Linked DNA regions of Mus musculus: all the other regions are linked to region 3. Evidence: chromatin contacts called from public HiChIP or PLAC-seq and promoter capture Hi-C data. All regions are on one chromosome and are shown on one strand. Each heading gives the region's core, a stretch centred on a gene start, on an enhancer-like site or on the middle of the called end of the contact. The rest is flanking DNA. Distances are from core to core; before and after follow the strand shown.

The links. Promoter capture Hi-C pulls out the DNA fragments that hold promoters and counts their contacts. HiChIP or PLAC-seq counts read pairs in DNA pulled down with a chosen protein or histone mark.
Region 1: a contact with region 3 is called in a promoter capture Hi-C map of liver. The contact joins the enhancer-like site here to the promoter of Igf1 in region 3. A contact is called at or near these places in 11 of 39 promoter capture datasets (the 3T3-L1 cell line, 3T3-L1-derived adipocytes, cranial neural crest and 6 more), 12 of 484 Hi-C or Micro-C datasets (Sertoli cells, beige adipocytes, bone marrow-derived macrophages and 4 more), 3 of 115 datasets of contacts at active chromatin or transcription factors (VIP interneurons and liver) and 4 of 9 other capture datasets (adipose tissue, embryonic tail, liver and 1 more).
Region 2: a contact with region 3 is called in an H3K4me3 HiChIP or PLAC-seq map of bone marrow-derived macrophages, with 7 times the contacts expected there. The contact joins the enhancer-like site here to the promoter of Igf1 in region 3. A contact is called at or near these places in 10 of 39 promoter capture datasets (the 3T3-L1 cell line, 3T3-L1-derived adipocytes, cancer-associated fibroblasts and 6 more), 1 of 15 datasets of contacts at CTCF or cohesin (the NIH/3T3 cell line), 33 of 484 Hi-C or Micro-C datasets (the AML12 cell line, the BV-2 cell line, the C2C12 cell line and 17 more), 15 of 115 datasets of contacts at active chromatin or transcription factors (VIP interneurons, bone marrow-derived dendritic cells, bone marrow-derived macrophages and 6 more) and 6 of 9 other capture datasets (adipose tissue, bone marrow-derived macrophages, embryonic stem cells and 3 more).

The regions. Positions count from the first base shown.
Region 1 is chr10:87,710,010-87,712,709 of GRCm38.p6, forward strand. No RefSeq gene overlaps it. Among named protein-coding and RNA genes, the nearest start is that of Gm30073, 87 kb to the right of the region's middle. Within about 2 kb of position 1,347, at least 15 of the 459 cell types and tissues checked have an H3K27ac peak or open chromatin away from gene starts, as enhancers often do. A contact at or near this core is called in Sertoli cells, adipose tissue and liver, where this site is marked.
Region 2 is chr10:87,689,733-87,692,655 of GRCm38.p6, forward strand. No RefSeq gene overlaps it. Among named protein-coding and RNA genes, the nearest start is that of Gm30073, 110 kb to the right of the region's middle. Within about 2 kb of position 1,314, at least 4 of the 459 cell types and tissues checked have an H3K27ac peak or open chromatin away from gene starts, as enhancers often do. A contact at or near this core is called in adipose tissue and bone marrow-derived macrophages, where this site is marked.
Region 3 is chr10:87,857,561-87,860,341 of GRCm38.p6, forward strand. Igf1 (insulin-like growth factor 1) reads left to right here and starts at 1,492. Exons shown (of 4, transcript NM_001111275.2): 1 at 1,492-1,852. The coding sequence starts at 1,790. The region is part of intron 1 of Igf1os (a long non-coding RNA gene); the gene reads right to left.

The DNA of each region.
Region 1 (2,700 bases), core at 97-2,596, 150 kb before region 3:
TCCAGACTTCCTGTTTCAGTGGTGACTTTTTCCACGTCTGACTCCTTCCAGAGTCTGTCTCTCTCTCTCTCTCTCTCTCTCTCTCTCTCTCTCTCTCTCTCTTTCTCTCTCTCTCTCTCCCTCCCTCTCTTTCTGCTAGATATCCCACCTATTTTTCCTGCTTTGCTATAGGCCATTCAGCTCTTTATTGACAGGTGGTGCTTTAAAAAGTCCATGAGCATTTATTACTATACTAATCATGGTGAGGTCAGGACTTGATTCCCAACAACTCAAAGCCATACAGTCCATAGCTCCTGAATACAAAATAAAAGTGTATTCAACTAGGAAAAAAAAAAGAGTAACAGATGATTGACATCCTGCAATGTTCCTTTATTTAAATATTTGTTTATTTGTATGTGTATACATCCGTGTCCGTGTGAGAGTATACCATATGAGTGTTGGTGTCAAAGGTCAGAACAGAGCAGGGGGTTTCCTGGAGCTGGAGCTACAGATAGTTGTGAGCTAGCTGAGTTGTGAGCTCGCTGACCTGAGTGCTGGGAACCAATCCGTAGTTCTTTGGATGAACAGGGAGTGCTCTTAACCACTGCAACTACTCTCTGGTCCCTGCAATGGTCTGAATGACAGGATGAAGGAGCAGTAGTGAACAGGAGACACTTAATGGAAATCAAAGACATGGCGTCCAAATATGGGACTCACTCACCAACTCCCTCCCTGAGGACTGAAGAATGAGTTAACTTGTCATGAATGCCTCCATTGCTAATATGTCCTAAGTGTGGCTTCTTGACTGTCAACATTAGCACTATGATGGAATTTTCTGGAGTCCTACTTGTGCTAGAAAAGGCTTGGATGCTACCCTATAACGAGCGATTTTAGCTCTGTAGGTAATTCTAATGTGTAAGTTTGAGGATGATTTGGTTCCTTGTTGATTATTCCCATCTGAGTCTGGGAATTACTTTCTGTCCACCCCCCCCACCCCCCCCAGGGTCTTCCAAGAATCACTCCTGCATCCTGTTCTCTGCCATTCCTTCTTGCGCACGCAGGAGTGTTAGCTTCTTAATGACAATATTCATCTTGCTCCACATGCTTACCCCCTGGGCTAGATGATCTACTGAGGTTTTCGAAGCTAGCAACACAGAGGATTCTTCAGGGCACTGCAGCTGAGCAGATGGCCCCACGCAAGGCAAAGGAGGAGGTTTGCCTATGAGCCTCCTCCCACCACAAGCCAAAGCCCGAAGTGAAGTGAGGACACAGGCCATTAGCCAACTCTGGGTTCCAGCCCTAGGAGGTCTTTGATGTTCTCTCCTTGCTGTCTGGGGTCCCTGTTTTCAAGAATTTATCAGAATGACCCAGACTTAGCAAACTTGCTCTATGTACCTTGGACAGAATATCCGCTGAGTCAATCCTGTGAGGAGACTTGGATTGTCAGCCTAAAAACCTGTTTATAGCTGAACTTCCTTTGGCAAGGTGATATCAGATGCAAAAAATAACATCATCAGTTTGGCACAGGCAGGTTCTTTCTCGGCATTCCCATTAGGTAGGTAGCCGATGCAAGAGAATTAACAAATATCAAAGACCTTCTTGCTGAATCTGTTTCCCTCCCCTCTTCTCTTCCAAATTTCCACCCCTGAGGCATTATAAGAAGATGAGTTGCCCACACTCTACAAATCCTGACACAGTTAATGAAAGTCCTCAAGGCTGGTTCAGTTGCTGGTTTCTGGTATGTTTTCCCCTGTTTAAGCACCTACAATCTACTGTTTGTTGATACTCATGGCTAAGTCCCCCCCCACCCCAAATTACTTAACTCCTGACCTTTGCATCTTTACTTTTCTCCCTGTCTAGGATCTTCAAGTTACAAAAGCAGAGTAAGTCAGCTGAGATACGGTTGAGTAAGATAAGACAAATATATTAGTGTCCACTAAAGACAGCAGGCAAAGGTCCTGACTGATGTCATGAGACTTGGGTTCCTGCCAGAGCTTTGCCACTGGTGACACGCTGGGAGATTGTAGCAGGTTACCTCCCCAGTGTGGGTCAGTACAAAACAAAGATTGAAGCAAAACAGATCTCTGGGCTGTTTTCCAACTCTTTGATACTGTAACTAAGCAGACATGACACAGTTATGTTCTATTTGGGGACATTAGTGTCCTTGTTTGGAAGCTCAGGTTTAGGACGGACAGCAGGTAGGCTTCAACTTTGTTCTTAACCAGAATGTAAAAAGGTGTGCCATGGGTTTGGCAGGAAGAAGTGGGAGGGTCAGTTACTCACTTCTACAGAGCCTTGTTCATTGCTTTGGGTCTCTTTCATCATTAGCAATAGTTTTATACGCATTCATTTTATTGTGTTTATGTTGCTAGAATGTAAATGTCATCATATCATAACGTGGAGTTTTGTGTCGATGCTTGGTACAGGTGCTTTGATAATATTTGTTGAATAGTTGAATATACTGAAATAGCTAAAGGATACAGCCAGAACAATTAGGCAATGAATGAATGCCCCCTCTCGTCCTGAATTCAGAAGATTTGCGAAGCACCTCACTCCAGGTGTTCTCTAATAGCCCTTGGTAACCCTGATGCTTATTTTCTCTAAGACAGACAACAGTACTTAAGCTCCATGGGAAGGGGACATTTGGTGCTAGGAGGAGGAATTTTTCTGGCATTCAATGAACAATTCTTTGGAATATTATTTTTTAATGTGTTTTTTCCT
Region 2 (2,923 bases), core at 64-2,563, 170 kb before region 3:
CTCCTACTGATGACTCTACATTCTTTTGGCCCCCTTTTCCAAAATGACCCTTAAGCCTTAGGAGGATGGGATGTAACTGTGACATAGATGTCCCATTTAGGTCTGAGCACTCCATAATCTCTTACTCTTTGTACCCTGTCCACTTTTTGATCTCTGTGTCACAAACGGAAGCTTCTCTAATAAGGAGTGTAACGTTCTAACCTCTGTGTATAACAGGGAGTCATTGGGAATTGGTTTGATATTCTGTCCCTGTAGCAGAATAACGGTCGCACGTGCTCTCATAGGGCCTATGGCCCATCTAGCCGCAGGTGATTCAACATTATTTTAATAATCTTATAATAATTTAAAAGTGGTAACTTAATCATTAGTTAGGCATTCTGATTATAATTGCTGCTATTCAGGTATTTTAAGGGACATGTTGTTTTCTTAAGAACAATTTTCAAGAATGGAATGATTAGATATAAGTTATGCCTGAGTTTAAAGTTTTATAATATATCTACATATTATATACTATATATGAATTATATTATTTTGATTAAGCACCTTTTGAATTCCTCATAGAAGTATTCCCCAAGTCTTCCTGAAGGTTTTCTTCTGGAAATAGGAAACTTTTCTTTGCTAGCTTACATTTTTCTCTTTAATACTTTCAAACGTATTAGCTTCATAAATGGTTCCATGCTTCATTGTTTTAAAGATAACAAAAGAGTAGATAAGAGGGGCCATTTCCCCAGGATCACAAAACTAAGAGCTAACATGTAGCCGAATCAGAGCCACCTCAGGAAAGTCCTCTAACGTAGGGCTAGTGCTTTTCCATCTTTCCTACTTCTCCTTTTCAGATAAAGAAACTAATATCGAGTATATTGGTCAGACATAGTCACTTCAGTGAAATACTTGACCCAGACTACTGCTGAAGAACATAGTTTATTTTCTCCACAGTTTTCTAGGTTCAAGGGTGTGGAGCCTGCCTTAGGTAAGTTTTGATGAGCCCCCGTAACAAATTGTGAATTGTGGGATGGTAATGGCAAGAGTTATACATTAGAGTAAGGCAGTCACAATCTTATCCAGGAAGGAGAGAGAAGGAGAGATCAGGGAGAAAGAGGGCAGAGAAAGAAAGACATGTTCCTTTTAATAACCATCTTCTTATAAAAATGGCCAAGGACTCATAGGAAATCACTTAAGTTCTTTTTGTGAACATATCTCCAGGGATCCAATGACCTCCTATTACTTACCACATCTTCAGAGCTCCCTCATCTCCCATTGATGGTGCCCTGGGCACCAAGCCTCCCTCCACTAGGGGACACTGAAGTCATATGCAAACCATGGCAGCTAAAAAACTCTAAAAGGAACTTGACAAATCCAACACAAGTCAAATAATAGACACAGTCCCACAATTCTTTTAGAAAATGGTAGCCTACTCAAGATTCATCTGCAATAGCAAACATCTAGAAGCAATCTGAAAAACTAATCAGATACAAGAATAAGCTGAAACATTGTAACTATCATGAATGACTGTGTAAATGAGTGACAGGAGTAACTATTGAACTGGGGGCTGGAGAGAGCCTGCTGGAGTAGTTTGAACTTCTCCCAGTATCTATTCCAAGTTTACCTGTATTGCTTCCTCGCTCAAGAAGTCACCATGGCACTTGCATCTACCCTCAAAGAAAGGACAATAAAAAGCACATCCATCCATATGTGAGGGAGAGGTGAGCTACCTCTGCCATACCCCTCACCATCTATGGCAGGTTCTGAGAGCTGCCTCTGTCCCCAAGAGCCTGCCCAGCCCCTTGCCTGATGCGACATAAGAGCCATATACCTGGCATGATCAGTACAACAGAGCTGACCCTGCAGGTGTGGGCACCAATGAGCCATCCTGAGGGCATGACAGCAGGAAAGCCCCTCTGCCCCTTGCTATCATCATTGGTTGAGCTAGCCAAGTCATTGCTGGAGATCTCACCCTAGTGGTATGGGTATAGAACTGGCTGGCTGATCAGCTTAGCTACCATTCAGGCCCAGATTCGGGGCTTTGAGTTGGCCCACCCTAAACATCTACCTCATTTATGAACTGCTTGAGTGCATGGAGGGTCTGGTCCTACAGATCCAAAGATGCAGGATCTCCATGACACAAGGCAACAATGGGATATGGAAGAGGAATCACAGATCCAGTATTATCCAGTATTGATAGTGTAGTAGAAGCCAGAGGCCTCAAACCAAACCAATGGCTCATTGTGATGAATATTTGCTAGCAAAGAGGTGTGGACCAAAGGGTATACTTTAGGACACACTGTGTGACACAGCACAGATTTCACAAGATTTTTTTTTCTTTTGGGGGGAGGTTGCAAGGGTAAAGGTGGGTACAAAGGGACAGGGAGATGGATGAGTGGGATTGGGGCACATGATGTGAAATAAGTCCACATATTCCAATGACAAAAGAATACTGAGGAGAGAGAGCGCTTGTAGGTCTCAAGCAGGGGTTGTGTTTATATTGTTTTCTCACTGGAAAAAAATCTGTTCTTAGAACATCTTCTACATTCAATTGTTTTTCCAACTTTCTATCTAAAATTCATTTAGTTATAATGTCTGCCCACACATATAAATTAAAACAAATACCTAAATAAATATCATAAAAGTACACTAAGCAATACCAAGAGACTTGACTAACTCGGAGTTTTGAAAGAAAGGAAGGAAGGCAGTGCTCAGATTGTCTACACTCACATGAGCATCACAAACCTTTCTGTTGTGAGGTATATAAACATGGGCACCGATGCTCTCATCCAGGTGCTTGATCTTCCTACAGAATAGCTGATGCTGCGAGGGAGAACCCTTCCCCCAAGGAGGCTACAGAGCTGCTTTGCAGGTTACATCTCCTTTGTGCCTTTGCCAAAATGTCTACTTGTTTCAGGAACCTTCTATTAGCTCCTCGTAA
Region 3 (2,781 bases), core at 242-2,741:
CCTGTTGCATGCTCCTTTTTGCTTTACCAGAGGTGTGTCTAATCAAGTACATAGTAGGTGCTGTCATCACATGATTCCTTCATCAAGTGATACCTAGCATCACCCACCACTGGAACAGTCTCACACCAGGTTTCTAATGTTCCTGTCTGAAAGGTAAACACTGCTGTGAAGTATTGACCACACAGAGGGTTGGAAAGAGCCCAAGCCCCTTGCAAAACCAAACTGGTTTCATTTGAGGACAATCACCACATCCCCAAGCAGGTTTCTATCCATGGGGCAGCGTAAAGAGGCAGTGTAGAGTTTCCAACTGGCCTCTGTCTCCACCGATGTGTCAGTACCTTCAAATCCCCCTGAGAGTCCGAGAGAGTAAGAGACTGAGGCAAGTCTGGCTCATTTCCATCTCCCCTGGGAAAGCACACCTGGAGAGATATCCGTGGAAAGCATGCAGCGTCTAATCTGGGCTTTTGTAACCTTCTTTCATAATTCACTTTCTTATCTACTGCCTCTGAAAGACCACTGAGAAATAGGTACAAACCGTATCAACAGAAGATCAGAACTCCATTCCCTGTGGCAAAGGCGAGTTTATACATTATAAATAGCAGAAGCAGCCGGCTTGAACCATGCTGCCAGCCACTTACCCAGTTGAGGGATTTGAATGACATCATAACCCTGGAGAGAGTATTGCTAGCCAGCTGGTATTATTTGGAATACACACTCAGACACAGACACAGACAGACACACACACTTACACACACACACATATGCATGCATGCACACATACACACAACTGTGTCTCACACACACACACACACACTCATTTATAGAGAACAATACAGCCAACGGGAAACAGTGTGTGCCTCCCATACTGCTTCCTTGGGGTCAAGGAGGTGACAGGCATCCAGCTTTGTTGAAAACTAGGATCATTTTATTTTTCAATCCATCCCAGATCTCAGCATAGCCTGATTCTCTGCACAAAGCATGACACAGTGTCCTGACAGGAGCCAGCCCACTGCTGCCTGGCCATCTATAGGTTTTAGGAAATGAGATCATTCCCCTTGCCTGGCAACTAGGACAAGGGTCACTCTATCCCCTCCACCTCCCCTTCCCCTGAGAGCTGCCTTTCGATCTAGTTTACCCTGGTCATTTCAGGGTTAACAGCATTGTGCTTCCTGGAGATAGTCTCTTCTTCCTTTTTTTGTTTTTTTTTTCCTTCAAATTTTGCATTTGCCCTAAAATATAAAGTTGCCCCCGTGTCCCACTTAGATCCTCTAATCCTGGTGAGGTGTATTAGCACACAAGTGTACCTTCAAACCCTGTGGAAAGTTAATCAGAGAACAGAGCCTATTTTTCTATGGCAGCCTCAGTATTTAATGTCTGCTAACCCTGTCAGAGACACACATTCTTTTAGGGGGGGGGGGGGTGAGTCTCTGTGCTCCAGTTTTTAAGAGCGAAGGTATGATGTTATTTGTCACGGTGCCCAAAAAAGTCCTTACTCGATAACTTTGCCAGAAGAGGGAGAGAGAGAGAAGGCGAATGTTCCCCCAGCTGTTTCCTGTCTACAGTGTCTGTGTTTTGTAGATAAATGTGAGGATTTTCTCTAAATCCCTCTTCTGCTTGCTAAATCTCACTGTCACTGCTAAATTCAGAGCAGATAGAGCCTGCGCAATGGAATAAAGTCCTCAAAATTGAAATGTGACATTGCTCTAACATCTCCCATCTCTCTGGATTTCTTTTTCGCCTCATTATCCCTGCCCACCAATTCATTTCCAGACTTTGTACTTCAGAAGCGATGGGGAAAATCAGCAGCCTTCCAACTCAATTATTTAAGATCTGCCTCTGTGACTTCTTGAAGGTAAATATCTCTTACTTTTTTTTTTTTTAACTCGTTGGAGAATTGTATTTAAACTGTGTACTGTTTTCTTCTGCCTAGAGTCTTTATTTGCTTTAGAATTTGCATTGTTTCAGAACTGGGGGTTATTTACAAATTGCTGAATGTGCAGTTCTGTGCGAGCTGTAAAAGGAGCTCCGGGGGATGAATGCATTTGCAGAGGTATCTGTACGGGTAGAAACTATTGCAAGGTACTTCTGCTAAAGCCTCCGCTTCCACAGGGCTTCCACACTGCCGTTTTAAGAGACTCCTTTAAATCTAGCCTATGGCTCGGGGCGAGAAAGATGACTATAAACTCGGGAGTGCTTCTCTCTCACAGGTGCAGGCGTTGGCTTTTTCAGAGCATGTTCTTGTGTCTGTGTCTATGTATGTGTGTGATTTGTCAGGACTTTATTTACGAGGCATGTCACAGATTAAAAGTTACATTTTAGATGATAGGAAGGCTTTTAAAAAATGCTTTTTTCTTTCTTTTTTTTTGGAGCCAAGAATCGGGAATTCTTTGCACTTCTGCCCAGAAAGTCAAAGTTAGGGGAAGTTTAATTTGCTTTTCTGTAAAAGCTCTTAGACAACTTGCTGTCTTTGCATATTCAGAAATTTTAAACAGATACAGGCTGTGCTCAGAAAGCAGGAGCTTACTGGCGGCTGCTTGTCCAACTTTTCTCTTTGGAAGGGGACTTTCGTGACTGAGCTGGGGTTTGAATTTTGGTTTAAGGCTCTGCTCTTAGACTCACCGCGCGGCGCGGCAAGGCAAAGCCTCTTTAGGTGAATCGGCTGCTGCTTGCCCCTGCTGCTGCTGTGCTGCCTCTGTCACTTGCCTCTGGCTCTGTCGCTCGCCCCTGCCGCTGCTGCTGCTGCTGCTGCTGCTGCTGCTGCTGCTGCTGCTGCCGTTTGCC